Regions from separate parts of the Mus musculus genome. Here region 2 is linked to region 1. Evidence: chromatin contacts called from public Hi-C data. All regions are on one chromosome and are shown on one strand. The core of a region is the stretch at or near the end of the contact, and the rest is flanking DNA. Distances in the headings are between cores, read along the strand shown.

Region 1 (6,807 bases), core at 3,654-6,153:
AGAGAATATGCCAAATCCTGCAGAGACTTGAGGCACCAGGATGCGGTGATATTCTGGGATGGAGAGCTGCTGTCTCAGGGGATGGAGAGGAACCCTTCAAGTGGGGACTGAGAGGGGAGAGCATTTAGAATGTAAATAAATAGAAAAAGAAAAGAGTAAATTTCTACCATGTGTGACTTAGACTAGTAACACCAGAATCATCAGTGATGAATGACAACTGACAGTCTTAGTCTTCACTGAGAAGTACTAAAACAGAATGTGTTCTTGACTTTCCACAAGATCCCCAAGTGCTTCATCTGTATTTTGTTGGCATTAAAATTAAAGTTATTTATATATCCATGTAATATTGTGTCATCGACCGCCTTTGAGACAAATGTATTAAATATTTATAAGAATATACATATCTTAGTATAAGTTAATGACAGCGTCGATTATTCAAGGGTTGCAAAAAAAAATCCTGAGGGATTTTGTGAACTAGTTTAAATTATCTGGATCAAGAAAACATGACACAACCTAGCATTACTATTGGAGCATCCTCAACAAGACAGCAGTGCCCATGGGTAAAGGGCTTGGAGATAAACCACTCCAGAGTCAGTTTTAGGCAGCAGCATCTGCTTTATTGCATGTGAGCAACAATACAGTGGAAGCCTGTCAATGTACTTCAGATTGGATGGTAAGCGTTCATACTACCAGGGTCTCTGTTATATTGCTAGGTGATCCAATCCTGGATGGGATAGCAGCAAGGCCATCCCATTACTCAGAAAAGATCATTGCTTAATATTTACAAATTATCTGTGTCCCTTTAGCTTCTTATTGATCTGATAAACATCATGACCAAAAGTATGCAGGAGGAAAGAATTGATTTGACTTCCATGTATAGTCCATTTGGGAGGCCAAGGCAGGAACTTTAGTCAAGAAACTGAGACAGGAATTGAAGCAGACTAATTAGGAATCCTGCTTACTCTCCCACCCTTTTACAGATCACTGTGATCCAAGAGTTACAGTACTCTTATTGGTTCAAGAGTACTATACAAGCTGTAGACTCAGTGTAGCAGGACTGTATATTAAGTGGACTAGATGCTAGGCTTGACTTGGCAATCCATGCTTCCCAGAGAAGACGCTGGCTTTCTGCAGTCCAGAATCTATCTTTCCTCCTACTTTTTTTTTCTAACCTATCACCCCCACAAGCACAAATAAGAATTTTCACTTAATAAGTTAAAGAATGAAGTCTGGATATCAGACAGAACAAATCTCACATCTTCTTCAGATTCATTTGCCAATGGGGTAAAATACACTTTTCTTTTAATGTCAAGAAAGCTGTCTCACGGGGGTATCAACCTGTGAAGAGAGGGACAGTTGACTTAATGAGAGCTGAGTTCTTAATGGTTGAGGTGCACAGAAGCCATCATCATGAGTATCAGAGTGTCAGATTATGCTCCACAAATGTCACCTCTTACCATTAATTAGAAGGTGGGTTTGTGTAGCTAACCCATGGAGAGTGCTATAGGGGAGTTAAGCTAACCTGCTTTCATAAGGAGTGTGAGGCACCGAGTAGAAGGGTAAAGCATCTGGTGAGAATCATTTAAAAATAATTAGATTTTTAAAGTCTCCCTGCTTCGGCTCCTGGGATGGCATTGCAGTTGTTGAGATCTTTAAATACAGGCTAAGTTCCTTACTAGTGAAGGTTAGGTTTAGGTATATTTTATCCAATGTAAGCAAACATGCTGAGCTATTTCCTTTGAAACTAGCAAGACTAATATGTCTTTGCTGCTGCTGCTGCTGCTTCTGACTTTTGTTAGCAAATTAGCCTTACATGCACTGTCATTTTGAGAGAAGGTGACATTAGAAAAACATTTCGTTTACAATTAGGATTTATTAATTTACTTCCTTGAAAGTAAATGATAGAGTAACTGAATATGTCATTCTATTTTTCTTAATATTAATATGAATTTTTGGACGTACACTTAGACATTTCTAACAAATCAAAGACAAGACCCAGTATCAAGGAAGTGGCAAAACTTCCTTCTGGTCCGTTTGTATCCTTGTTCCTTCTGTACTTATTGGCTAGGTCAGCTTATGTGCTGATGCTGGGATGAATGCACCCCAAGGGCATATGTAGATGAACATGGTGTCAAAGATGAACCAAGAGTGTTATTAAATTTAATGTCCTTAAAATTCATAGTCCATACCATTGTCTTTACTTTTAATAGACATAAATTTTCTGTATAATGAATTCTAGGCAGCAAGCAGTTTTTCTAGACAAATAATTACATATTTGAATGGGAGGATCTACAATGCTTTATCATATTGTTTTTATTATGATTAAACTTGTTCTTTGAAATTTTGAAACATGTATTAGATGTATTTTAATTACTCTCACCTCATGCCCCTGCCTTCTTCTTCTCTCCCCTACAAATAAAGGCCTTTTCTGGGTTTGTTTCTTTTTGTTTGTTCCGCGACTCATTGAGTTTAACCAAGGTAGGCTGCCTGACTATAGCACTTAAATTATCCCTTGCGAGCATCCACATCTGTATTTGCCAGGCACTGGCATAGCCTCATACAAGGCAGCTATAACAGGGTCCCTTCAGTAAAATCTTTCTGGCATATGCAATAGTGTCTGGGTTTGGTGGCTGATTATGGGATGGATTCCCGGGTGGAGTATTCTCTGGATATTTCATCCTTTCGTCTTAGCTCCAAACTTTGTCTCTGGAACTCCTTTCATGGGTATTTTGTTCCCTAGTCTAAGGAGGAATGAAGTATCCACCCATTGGTCTTTCCTCTTCTTGATTTTCTTGTGTTTTGCAAATTGTATATTGGGTGCTCTATGTTTCTGGGCTTATATCCACTTATCAGTAAGTGCATATCTAATGACTTCTTTTGTGATTGGGTTACCCCACTAAGGATGATATCCTCCAGATACATCCATTTGTCCAAGAATTTCATAAATCCATTGTTTTTAATAGCTGAGTAGTACTCAATTGTAGGACCCCCAATGGAGAAGCTAGAGAAAGCACCCAAGGAGCTGAAGGGGTCTGCAACCCTATAGGTGGAACAACAATATGAACTAACCAGTACCCCCAGAGCTCATATATCTAGCTGCATATGTAGCAGAAGATGGCCTAGTTGGCCATCACTGACAAGAGAGGTCCCTTGCTATTGCAAACTTTATATGCCCCAGTACAGGGGAATGCCAGGGCCAAGATGCGAGAGTCGGTGGGTAGTGGAGCAGGGCAGAAAGAGGGTATAGGGAACTTTTGGGATAGCATTTGAAATGTATATAAAGAAAATATCTAATAAAAAAAAGAATTAAGAAAAATTATCCTTTGCAGTCTGATGAGCTCACCAGCAGATACACAACTGTAGACAGTGAGTCTATCTTTCCCAGAATCTTTTAGTAGCCATATATATCCCCCCCCAATATAACTAATTGTTGACAGGACCACACTTGCACAGGCCCAGTGTAGGTAACAGCAGCTCCTATGAGTTCAAGATTCATGATTGCGTCATTTTTAAAATGGATGGCACTTTACACATTTTCCCCCTATCTTCTGACTTTTGTATTCTTTCCAGTCCTCTTCCATGATATTCCTCATACTTCAAATGGCAGTTCAGGCAAGCTCTCAATAATTTATTCTTTATTCTCAGCAGTTCTGGTCCTCTGCATCCACCTCTGTCCACCTGGGTCAACCCTGGCCTCATCTTCTCTTCCCCATTCATACATCTGGGCACACTACCTACTTTTAATGAAATGAAATTTGTCATTTTATAATATCACTGGAAAAAGTAAGAGGCTCTTGGTGGTTAAAGTGGAGAGAGGACATAATGAATATGAAGGAAATATGTAGGAAACACTCATCATATTTGCCAGAACTTCAATAAACTTATGTTTTAGAAATCAAATATATATTGATTTTAGTAATGTTCACACATTCATTCTTCCTTCTCTTGGATTTTTGTTTATTTCTTTTCACAGTCCCTTAGAAGATTAATAAAGCAATCTAAAATTACAAATTGAAGCTGTCTAAATCAAAGTCTTAATCCTACAATTAAGACCTACTTTAGAATTTAAGAAATGTAATAATTATCTTGATAGGATCAATGTAGTCAAAGAATAAACATATGTAGTTCTCGACACATCAAATTTCAAGTCATTCTCATATTAAGATGACCTATTTTAGAACAAAATGCTCTAATCTGCTCAGTAGTAGTTTTTAAATCCATACTGGATACCTCACCTCAGCGATGAGTTTTTTTTTTTCTTGTCTCACTTACATTGTATGTCTTCCTTTTGGAATTTAAAATGTAAACTGAGCCATGCTACAATGTTAAAGAAGTTATCTGAGCAAATAAAAACTATTGAATTGAGAAACTCCAAATCAGAAGTTGAAGTTCCCTGAAGGTTGGGGAGGAGAAGTTTTTATAAGATGAATATGGAAGCCACACAAGAAAACATTTGATTGACTCTAAAGTTTGATTCACATAGTCTACCCCTCTGGGAAGTTTCTAGTTATGTTATTATAACTCAGTCGACTGCTTCACATTGGTTGAGTGTAAGTTATGTTTTTCTTTAATATAGGTCCTGACATTACATAACTCAAGTTAAAATTTGTATGTGTTTGCAAATTAAGCCAAGTTAAGATTGCATGTAAGGTCTTGTTAGCTACACAGGGGTTTTTCAGGCCTGGTTTGTATTTCAATTTACCTTAACAGGAATTTCTTTTCGTCTGAAGGAAGACTGTTTTGCGGGGAAAGGTTCTACTGGGAAGGCAATTAGGACAACATTGCATGAGTTTTCCAGATGGAGTCTCTCAAAAAAATCTCTCAAAGCCACAGGTGAAGGAAACTGGAGCATAAAGAGATCCCAGAGGGAGAAGTAGAGATTTGAATATAGGGCTGCTGTAATGGTGTATCTCTCCAAGAACATCTCCAAAGCAGAGGACTGCTGCAGACCCACTGAACTTCCTCAGGGCATCCCAGCCCCTGTCAACTCCCAATGAATTCTGTGACTTTAACTTTTGAATCCTTATTTACTGAAACATCTATGATAATACCCTTCTATGAAGTTGTCCCTTTTCCTCTATGCAAAATGGCCTTTAGTAACTGACTACTATATGGCACTGTATCATTCAAGATTCACTTCAAGGCTTACTGTGTGGAATCCTTTTGACTCAACCCACAATGGGCAGCTTTACAGTTTTAGCTACTTTACGATCTTGCACAAATTATGTTAAGTGGATGTCACAGTGTGTTGGAATGATTTGGACCTAATCTGGCATTTCATGGAGGGTTGGACATCCTATTTGGCATTATATGCTTAGACTTAAGCTCAATAAATATTAGCAAGTGAATTTGTGTTGAAGAAATGAGTGAATCAATCTATGCTTGAGAAATAAGACACTAGCAGATGCCAAAAGAACATTATTTTCGCCTCTAGAGGTTATGGTCTGTGACAAAGAAGCTTATCTGTGGACAGGAGTTGAATTCATAGAACCCTGCCTCATTTGGCATGCTTAGATAGCAGTGTGACAGGAAATGACTAGAGAAATTTGAGCAGGATGGTGTAGTAGCCTCTTTTACCACCTAGAAATGCTGACAGCTCACCATATTTCCTAAAATCAGCAACAAAATCCAAGTATGAATATCACTCAGTGGAATGTTATGGTTAGGTCAAAGGAACAGTATTCAGATGGGAAAATATCCAAAAACAATGGTCTGAAGAAGTAATTCTTCTCCTTAAAATAAAATTGTTTCCAGAGGCTGTGGCTTGCAGGGCAATAGCATCAGCTGATCAGCATTGGGTAGAAGATTAGAGCCCCAACACACACACACACACACACACACACACACTCATGAGAATTTGCCATCTGTGATGGCATTTCTAAAAGGATAGTGATCCAGGTTTGACTTTACCTCTTCTGGTGATGGGCATCTTTATTTAGGAGCAAGTCCATTTTACTTTAGATTATTTGCATGGTTGGAGCCAAAATCTGCCTGTACCCAGTGACTCTGCTTCCTCTGTCCAGAGCTACAAGGAATCTAATTGGGTTCTGTATAAAAGCTTCTCATGGATTTCAATGCACCAATCGTTTCCCCCAAAGCTCCTTTTCTCCAAGATTAGAAACACTCCGTTTCATAGAATAATTCCTTGTAGGCTGTTGGCTTAAAAGCATTCAGTCCTCCTTGGTCATAGTCCAATGGACACACTCTGGTGCAATCTCTAAATGTGAAAGAGCTTTGTTAATGTGCCTAAGCATTGCAGCCCACAAGGATGCAGATTTTTACTTTATGCATACAAAATACTTCATTATTACAGCCAGATATTCCAATATATTCAGTGAATAAACAGATCTTTTGACTGTGTGCCACAAATGGGGTGGGGGGGTAGGATGGAAAGGCAAGTGAAACTGTATTTGCACCAAGAAGACAACAACCTAATACAGATTTAAAAGTGTCCTCTCACATGATATTATCTAAGTCTATAATTGACAGAAAACTATGCATGATCATTAAGTAATGAATATTTTCAGCTTTTAAGAAACCATGGATCAATATTAGATGCCATGATATGGAGCAAAAGCACCTTTAAAAAACCACTGCTGTTGTTTCTAAAACCTAAATGTTGAACTGTGTTCAATCCTTCCTAATTTCACTGTGTCAATCTTGCTTTTATGGAAACATAGCAAGTACTTGTCAATTTCTATCCTGTCACTAAGACTGTTAGTTTTAGTCTTTGGATCAGCTCTAGGTCCAAGTGAAACAGGAACACAGACTTTCTGTAGACAAAATGGTTTCCGTTCTGTTTTCCCA
Region 2 (7,210 bases), core at 2,248-4,747, 250 kb after region 1:
TTTCTGGTTTCCACTGGGCATTGAGCCAACATGCTGGTTTAGTTACAACATATGACACACTTCAAATAAAGATGGGGGAAAAAAGGTTTTACGGTTGGTCAACAAGCTATTGGGCCATCTTTGTGGGTTTTCTCTTCCCCAAGACCTCCTGGCACAGGTCTGAGGACATGAAGAAGAATAAGAAACAAGTTTCCATCCTTTCTGTAGGGAAAGACTATGAAACCATAGGGGAATTTTTTTCTGACAAAACACACAGTATAATCTCTTTAAAATGCTCCTTTGTACTGAGTGCTTCAACTGTGAAAATAATATGCTTTAAGAACTGTAAAGCATGTCTTTCAAGCATTAGACTTTTAAAGCACACTAGTTAAGTAAGATGCTGTATTTACTGCCCTGGTTTCATCCACAGGTAGATTAGCTTGCCTGCACAGAAGACAAAAGAATTCTGTGCATTACTGCTCCCAGCAGGACCTGAGCCTAATCCTACAATAACCGTGCACTACACCAAATAACAAGAATCATCTCACTAGTGGGACCCTAGGGTCAAACCTACAGACCATGGCTGCAGGCCAGTCACATTCTTTTGAGAAACATGAAGGATCTGATGCTGCTTTCAATGCTGGCTATGTTCATGGTGACTTGGTGACTGTCCATGTAACCAAAGGAGACTTAGAGGAGTTTATGAGTAGAAGTAGTAAAGAATAAAGGGAGAAAATAAAACAACGGTGGAAAGAAAATCAATTCAATCTAGAATATATAAGACCAAATACATAGAAAATTTGTGGAAAAATGTTTTGTTTTGTTTTGTTTTGTTTTGTTTAATAATGATCAGTGTGAGACACAAGCTTATTTTCTTACTTAATCCTTTGTGTTCTTTGAATTCCCTTGACCTTAGAAGTCTTCCTTTCTTGTTTTCCTGCAGGTATAATACCTGTGTTGTAACTTAAGAAACAATTTCTTCCATCAGACTTGGTCCCCCTGGACTGAGACATTTATGCTTCATTTTCCTCTTTCACCAGGCAGGTGTCACACTATTTAATTGCCTGGCCTTATGAACTTACATGTATCTGTCCTATTTTCCTTAACAAGGCATAAAATGCTTGCCCACATGATCTTGTCTTATTCACACTTCCTCCTTCAGAAGGCAACAAATCCTTAAGGAGGTCCAATTTTGGTAAGATAAATTGTATTCATAAAAGCCTGGCCAAGCTTAAACAAAAGCTCATCCCAGGAATGTCCTTTTTCATCTCTTTTGCAGACATTAATGACTATTTACATGGGTAGAATATGAATACTGTGGTAGGAAGTTAGGTGAAAAAAGTAGCAAGAATGGATTCCTCTCTCTTTTAAAAAGCAGATTTTGACATTCTGTTATAATTTTACTCTTCATTCTTGTAATTGCATATTTAGCCTAAGTTAGCAGGGTGCCAACTTACTCATAATTATGCATATTTACAAACAGAAATGTTACTTATTTTTATAACATCTCCTAATCTTTCCTTCAGCATCATCTGACTAGGAAAAAGGAAAAGATGGTTTTCACTGGTCCATTGTGTGGAATAATTTTAGTGTTCAAGTTAATAGGCTAAAACATTGTATGTGAATTTTTCTGTGATGGTATTCCACAACTGACCAATGACTGTCTATTCCTCCTGGTAAAGGCAAGTGGAATTCTATCTATTTAAGGCCTTATGGAAATGGTAGGTCATCTTAGTTAGAGTTACTACTGCTGTGAAAAAAAATCACCATGACCAAAGCAACTTGGGAGGAAAGGGTTTATTTGGCTTACACTTCTATATTGCTGTTCATCACTGAAGGAAATCAGGACAGGAACATGGAGGATGGAGCTAATGCAGAGGCTGCTTACTGGCTTGTTTCACCTGGCTTGCTCAGCTTTCCTTAGAGCCCAGGACCTCAGCCCAGGGATGGCACCATCCACAATGAGCTGGTCCCTTCCACACTGATCATTAATAGAGGATATGCCTTTCAGCTGGATCTCATGGACGTATTTCCTCAGCTTATGTTCCTTTCTCTATGATGACTCTATCTTGTGTCAAGTTGACACACAGGACCAGCCAGTACAATGGGTGAATTTGGTTTGCTCTTATACTATATTCTCCAACCCTTGTGTATTTGTGTTCCCATCTCTTCAGCCTTCATAATCATAGGCTTTCACCATAGCCACTGACTTAAATTCTCAGGCTAGGTTTCCTTGTGGACTCTTACTAATTCTTAGGTCTTTGGATTCCATCTGCATTGTGTTAATGGCTTTTCTGCTTGTCCAGCTTGCAGACTTTACTGTTGGACTTTCCCCCATTGTTATATAAACCAATACTAGTAATAAATCTCTCATATAAATATATATCCTTGGCTTTTATTTTTCTGGAGACCTTGAATTAATACATTGACTGATAGTGCAAGCCATTGCTTTAGCACTTAACCAGAAATTGTTCATTAACTTCACCTGCTACAGATGAAGGCTATCTGTCTTTTTTGATTTCAGCACTAACCACCTCTCCACCAGCACATACATAGTATATGTACATTGGCATACATGCTCTCACACACACTCACAAGTTTTACATAGATATGTATTCAACTCATCCAAGAAATATATGCATATAGTTGAATACCAGAGAATCCTGTTCTTTATCAGCCAAAAAAGAAGAGGGTCTTGAGTCAGTAAGTTGGTATCATTACATCTGCATCTGCTTTTGTTCCTACATACCTGGTCAGAATTGATACTTGTCCTGTCTGCTCAGTTAAGGATGTTGGCTTTGCTTTGATGTTTTGCACTGGAGATGATACAGAGACTCGGCTTTTTCCAAGATGGGGACTCAGCTATATCCAAGATAAGGACATCCTAAGAATGCTTCTCCAAGCAGTGTCTCTCAGCATGGTGGATCTGTGACTGACACACTTGTCCCTTTGCTGAGAAACCTTCTGCTTCTGAACATTTTTCATACCACACAGAAGACTAAAGATGTAACTCAGGCCCAGTTTGGTTTAATTATATCTTCTCATTTGCAAAAATAACAGCCCCATGGTTCTAAATGCTTCTGAAGTGTCTGTGCCAGATCAGTACCTCTCCCAATGTATCTTGCTCTCAGGATGCTGGTGGCAGCCATCTTGTAGCTGCTGTTGTTAATATGAGAGTTTCTCATAGAATTCCAGTCAGGGGAAAAAAAACATCACAGACTCCAGTGAGATCAGTTTTTCTTCTAAAGATTTCATCTGAGAAATTCACATTGACAAACAAGTATTCTGCCTGTTGTTGTTGTCTGTTTCCCTTCTTTTCTCTTCCTTGGTATTACTGAAGTTTTGTTCCAACCTTTTTCTTCTCCTCTGGGATTATTTCTCAAATATTATGTCCTCTCTCTTGACACACTCATTTTTTAAATTTTTTATTTTTCTTCCTTCCAGACATCTCCAGGGTGACCGAGGTACACAGACTGACTGGATAGCTTTGCAAACATGCTTTGCTCTGATGCAACACAATGGCAGACTTTGGCACACTTTCCTGAAACAAAAACACTTGGTAAGTACTGAACTAATCTCTGAACCACAGGGACACCAGGAATCATAGCAGACTCTGATGTAGTCAGTGCCAGCACTTTCCTATAGTCAACCACTTGTTGCATAGGGTTGGTTTAAATAAGCTAAAAAGTCAGGGTGAATTCCACCACAAATCTCTCTTCAAAATATTATGATGGTTATATTACTAAAAGTGATTCATTTGACACTATCTGGAATGGTCAAGAGTAACACTGAAAAATAACATTGCAGCATTAACTAAAAACAATAGCTACACTTTAGACTCAGCAAAGAATTTAGTTTGAGTTGTATCCAATTATAGTATCATCAGAAAAATATTTGTACATGGAAAGTAAGAAAAATATCATTGTAATCCAGAAAGATATTTCCTAATAAACACAACTGGGGCATATTTTCAAATAGCCTTTGATTTAAGATCAGGAAATAATATTAAGGGAGTGGAAATCATTCTAATTCCAAATTCAGAACTGGGTTCCTGCATCCCTTGGCAGTAAGCTAGCATCTTCAACATTACATGGATGCTTTTCCCCTGCACCTATACCTACTTCAGATACATATCCACTGATTTCTTACTACATTCAGGAATAGAGATAAACAATATAGATCCAACAGTACCGGATCCTGTATGCTTTTCATATATCAGGTAAAGGAGAAATGCACAATTACTGATAACACAGAATATGGAAAGTCACACACTTCAATAACAGTTTGAAGCATTAGCCTGCAAATTTGATTTTTTTCGTCTTGAGTTCATGTATAATAATAAGTTTGTTTGAATGTGTTTTTAACAAAGTCCTAACCAGAATTGAGCAAGTTTATGCTCTCAGATTTTAACAATTTATTTATTGGTATATAATCTCTGAAAATAATAGATAGCTAATGTTATTCAAGGAAAATGAGGTGAAACCCAGGATCAATCAAAGAGCACACACACACACACACACACACACACACACACTAGCACATGTGCACAAACGCGCACACACACACACCCTTAAGCCTCCATATCATTACAAAGGAGATCAATAAGGTAGCTTTATTCCCCCACAAGTGCCCACTACAATGCATTTCACCTATAATCTCTATTTTCTTTAATCCATTTTTATCTGTGTTGTTTCAGAGTCATGATATGTATGTATAACTCACATGTTCCCATCATAATTTTATGGGAATTAGTCTGTTCATATTCACATGCAAAGATCTATATAGATTTCTCTGTAAGAAAGACAAAAAAATGATTCAATGTCATTATACTCTAATAACAGACTGTTAAACAGGATTCCATTTCCCTCTGATGTTCTTTCTTATTCTCAAAGATTCAAGATGTAGGCACCATCATTTCGTTAGTACTCAGCAGCACATATCTCCTTGCCAATATGCAATTCTCAGTTTTCTATTGCCTCTCATCTAGGAATCATTTCACTTCTAAATGCATACAATACAATTTGTACTAGAAAGTTGGGGCATGCCTTGCTATGTAATTCTGACTGTCCTAGAATTCATTTGGTAGCCCAGGATGACAATGACCTCACAGAAATCCTCTTGCCTCAGCCTCCAGAGTCCTAGGATTACAGAGCTGAGCAACTATGCCTGGCAATGATATTTGTAATATTAATTTTATTAGACTTTCTCCAACTAAGTATACACAGCTTGATAGCAACTATCTAACAATTCTTAGCATTATATTTAACATATTTTGCAGTTCTGTATTTACATTGCAAAAAAAAAGAAATGATTCATCTTATGTGAATATGCAGTAGTCTTCATTACCTACAGCAGAAATTCTAGCAAAGCACAGATGTTTAAAAATACATGTTCAGAAAGAAAACTTACATATTTGGACAATGTAATGTTCACCTGGGGAAAGTGGGCCAGTGTGAATATCAGAAAATCAGGCTGATGCTGTGTGTATAACTCTGAAGGCTGCAGTCAAACCAGGCCAAGTGCTAAGGTTTGGAGACTAGTGTTTGACAGGAGGAAGCGGAAATTCTGAATCAGCCTGGAAGAATTTTCTAACAGATTTAGTTAGGAAAACAACACTCGAGAAAACATGGATAGAACAAGCCAGTAAACCAAGTCTGCCCGTTTCTTCACTAAGTTAACTTGCAAATGTTCTTTAAAAACAGGCTCAGAATTATTATTAGGTGATAATTAAAAAGGAAAACTCTCAGCACAGGCTTGACTTACTGGGCGATTGTAAATTTGAAAGCCGTGAAGTTCATAAATATGAGAGCCGTTCCTGTTTTATAGTAGACAGAGCTAGGTTAGTATATATCCCTTAATTGATTAAAAATGTCAGCATATGCATGATCAATTCATTACTTTTTTCATAAATATAATCATAAGTTCATCCTGAGTGATGTATTAAAAACACTAATCCTTTTTAAAATATAAAGTCTTTTTTTTTGAGAGTAAACGAAATTGATCAATGTGCTAGCAAACATATGGGAAGAAGACACTAACGGAGCCTTAGAAATGGCCTCCCTGAGAATTTTAAACCACATTGAAATGACTGTAGGGAACCTATCAGGAGGGTAAAAAGTAATTTTAATCAGTACAGGGGAAATTTCCAATTAACAAGTACAGTAGACATATAGTAAACCCAGAGAACAGATAACGTAGATCTGGAAACATCTGGGTTCTACTTTTGGTCTCCTTCCACTTTGGGGACCTTTGGAACCAGCCCCGCAACCCTTTCTCATACCTTCTGAGTGCTACTCTGGCCCTTGCCTTACTTCAATGTGCTTCTAGGCTCAAATCCTCTCAAATCCTCACCTCTGCGAGGCCATCCCACAGCCGCAGATGCAGAGAGGAAGCCTGAATTTCTCTTGACTTTACCAGTAGAAGCCTTCAGGAAGTTCATGGCCACTGTCATGATGTAGATAAAGTGCTACTTTTTTTTCTTTGATTTTTAAAAAAAATTTATTAGCTATTTTCTTTATATACATTTCAAATGCTATCCTGAAAGTTCGCTATACCCTCACCCCACACCCCGCTCCCCTACCCGTCCACTCCTGCTTCTTGGCCCTGGCATTCCCCTGTACAGAGGCATATAAAGTTTGCAATACCAAGGGGCCTCTCTTTCCACTGATGGCCAACTAGGCCATCTTCTGCTACATATGCAGCTAGAGATAGGAGCTCTGGGGTTACCGGTTAGTTCATATTGTTGTTCCACCTATAGGGTTGCAGACCCCTTCAGCTCCTTGGGTGCTTTCTCTAGCTTCTCCATTGGGGGCCCTGTGTTCCATCTTATAGCTGACTGTGAGCATCCACGTCTGTATTTGTCAGGCACTGGCATAGCCTCATACGAGACAGCTATAATAGGGTCCCGTCAGCAAAATCTTTCTGGCATATGCAACAGTGTCTGGGACAGCTTCTGAAAGTGCTACATTTTTTTTTCCATTTTTTATTAGGTATTTAGCCCATTTACATTTCCAATGCTATACCAAAAGTCCCCCATACCCCACCCACTCCCCCTTTTTGGCCCTGGCATTCCCCTGTACTGGGGCATATAAAGTTTGCAAGTCCAATGGGCCTCTCTTTCCAGTGATGGCTGACTAGGCCATCTTTTGATACATATGCAGCTAGAGACAAGAGCTCCGGGGTACTGCTTAGTTCATATTGTTCCACCTATAGGGTTGCAGATCCCTTTAGC

What was found. A called contact is a pair of places that touch in the nucleus more often than the background predicts.
Region 2: a contact with region 1 is called in a Hi-C map of adipose-derived mesenchymal stem cells, with 2.5 times the contacts expected there. The contact joins two enhancer-like sites. A contact is called at or near these places in 4 of 484 Hi-C or Micro-C datasets (the C2C12 cell line, adipose-derived mesenchymal stem cells, embryonic fibroblasts and 1 more).

What each region holds. Positions count from the first base shown.
Region 1 is chr8:44,088,103-44,094,909 of GRCm38.p6, forward strand. No RefSeq gene overlaps it. Among named protein-coding and RNA genes, the nearest start is that of Gm45488, 390 kb to the left of the region's middle. Within about 2 kb of position 4,904, at least 29 of the 459 cell types and tissues checked have an H3K27ac peak or open chromatin away from gene starts, as enhancers often do. A contact at or near this core is called in adipose-derived mesenchymal stem cells, where this site is marked.
Region 2 is chr8:44,344,109-44,351,318 of GRCm38.p6, forward strand. No RefSeq gene overlaps it. Among named protein-coding and RNA genes, the nearest start is that of Gm30397, 420 kb to the right of the region's middle. Within about 2 kb of position 3,498, at least 17 of the 459 cell types and tissues checked have an H3K27ac peak or open chromatin away from gene starts, as enhancers often do. A contact at or near this core is called in adipose-derived mesenchymal stem cells, where this site is marked.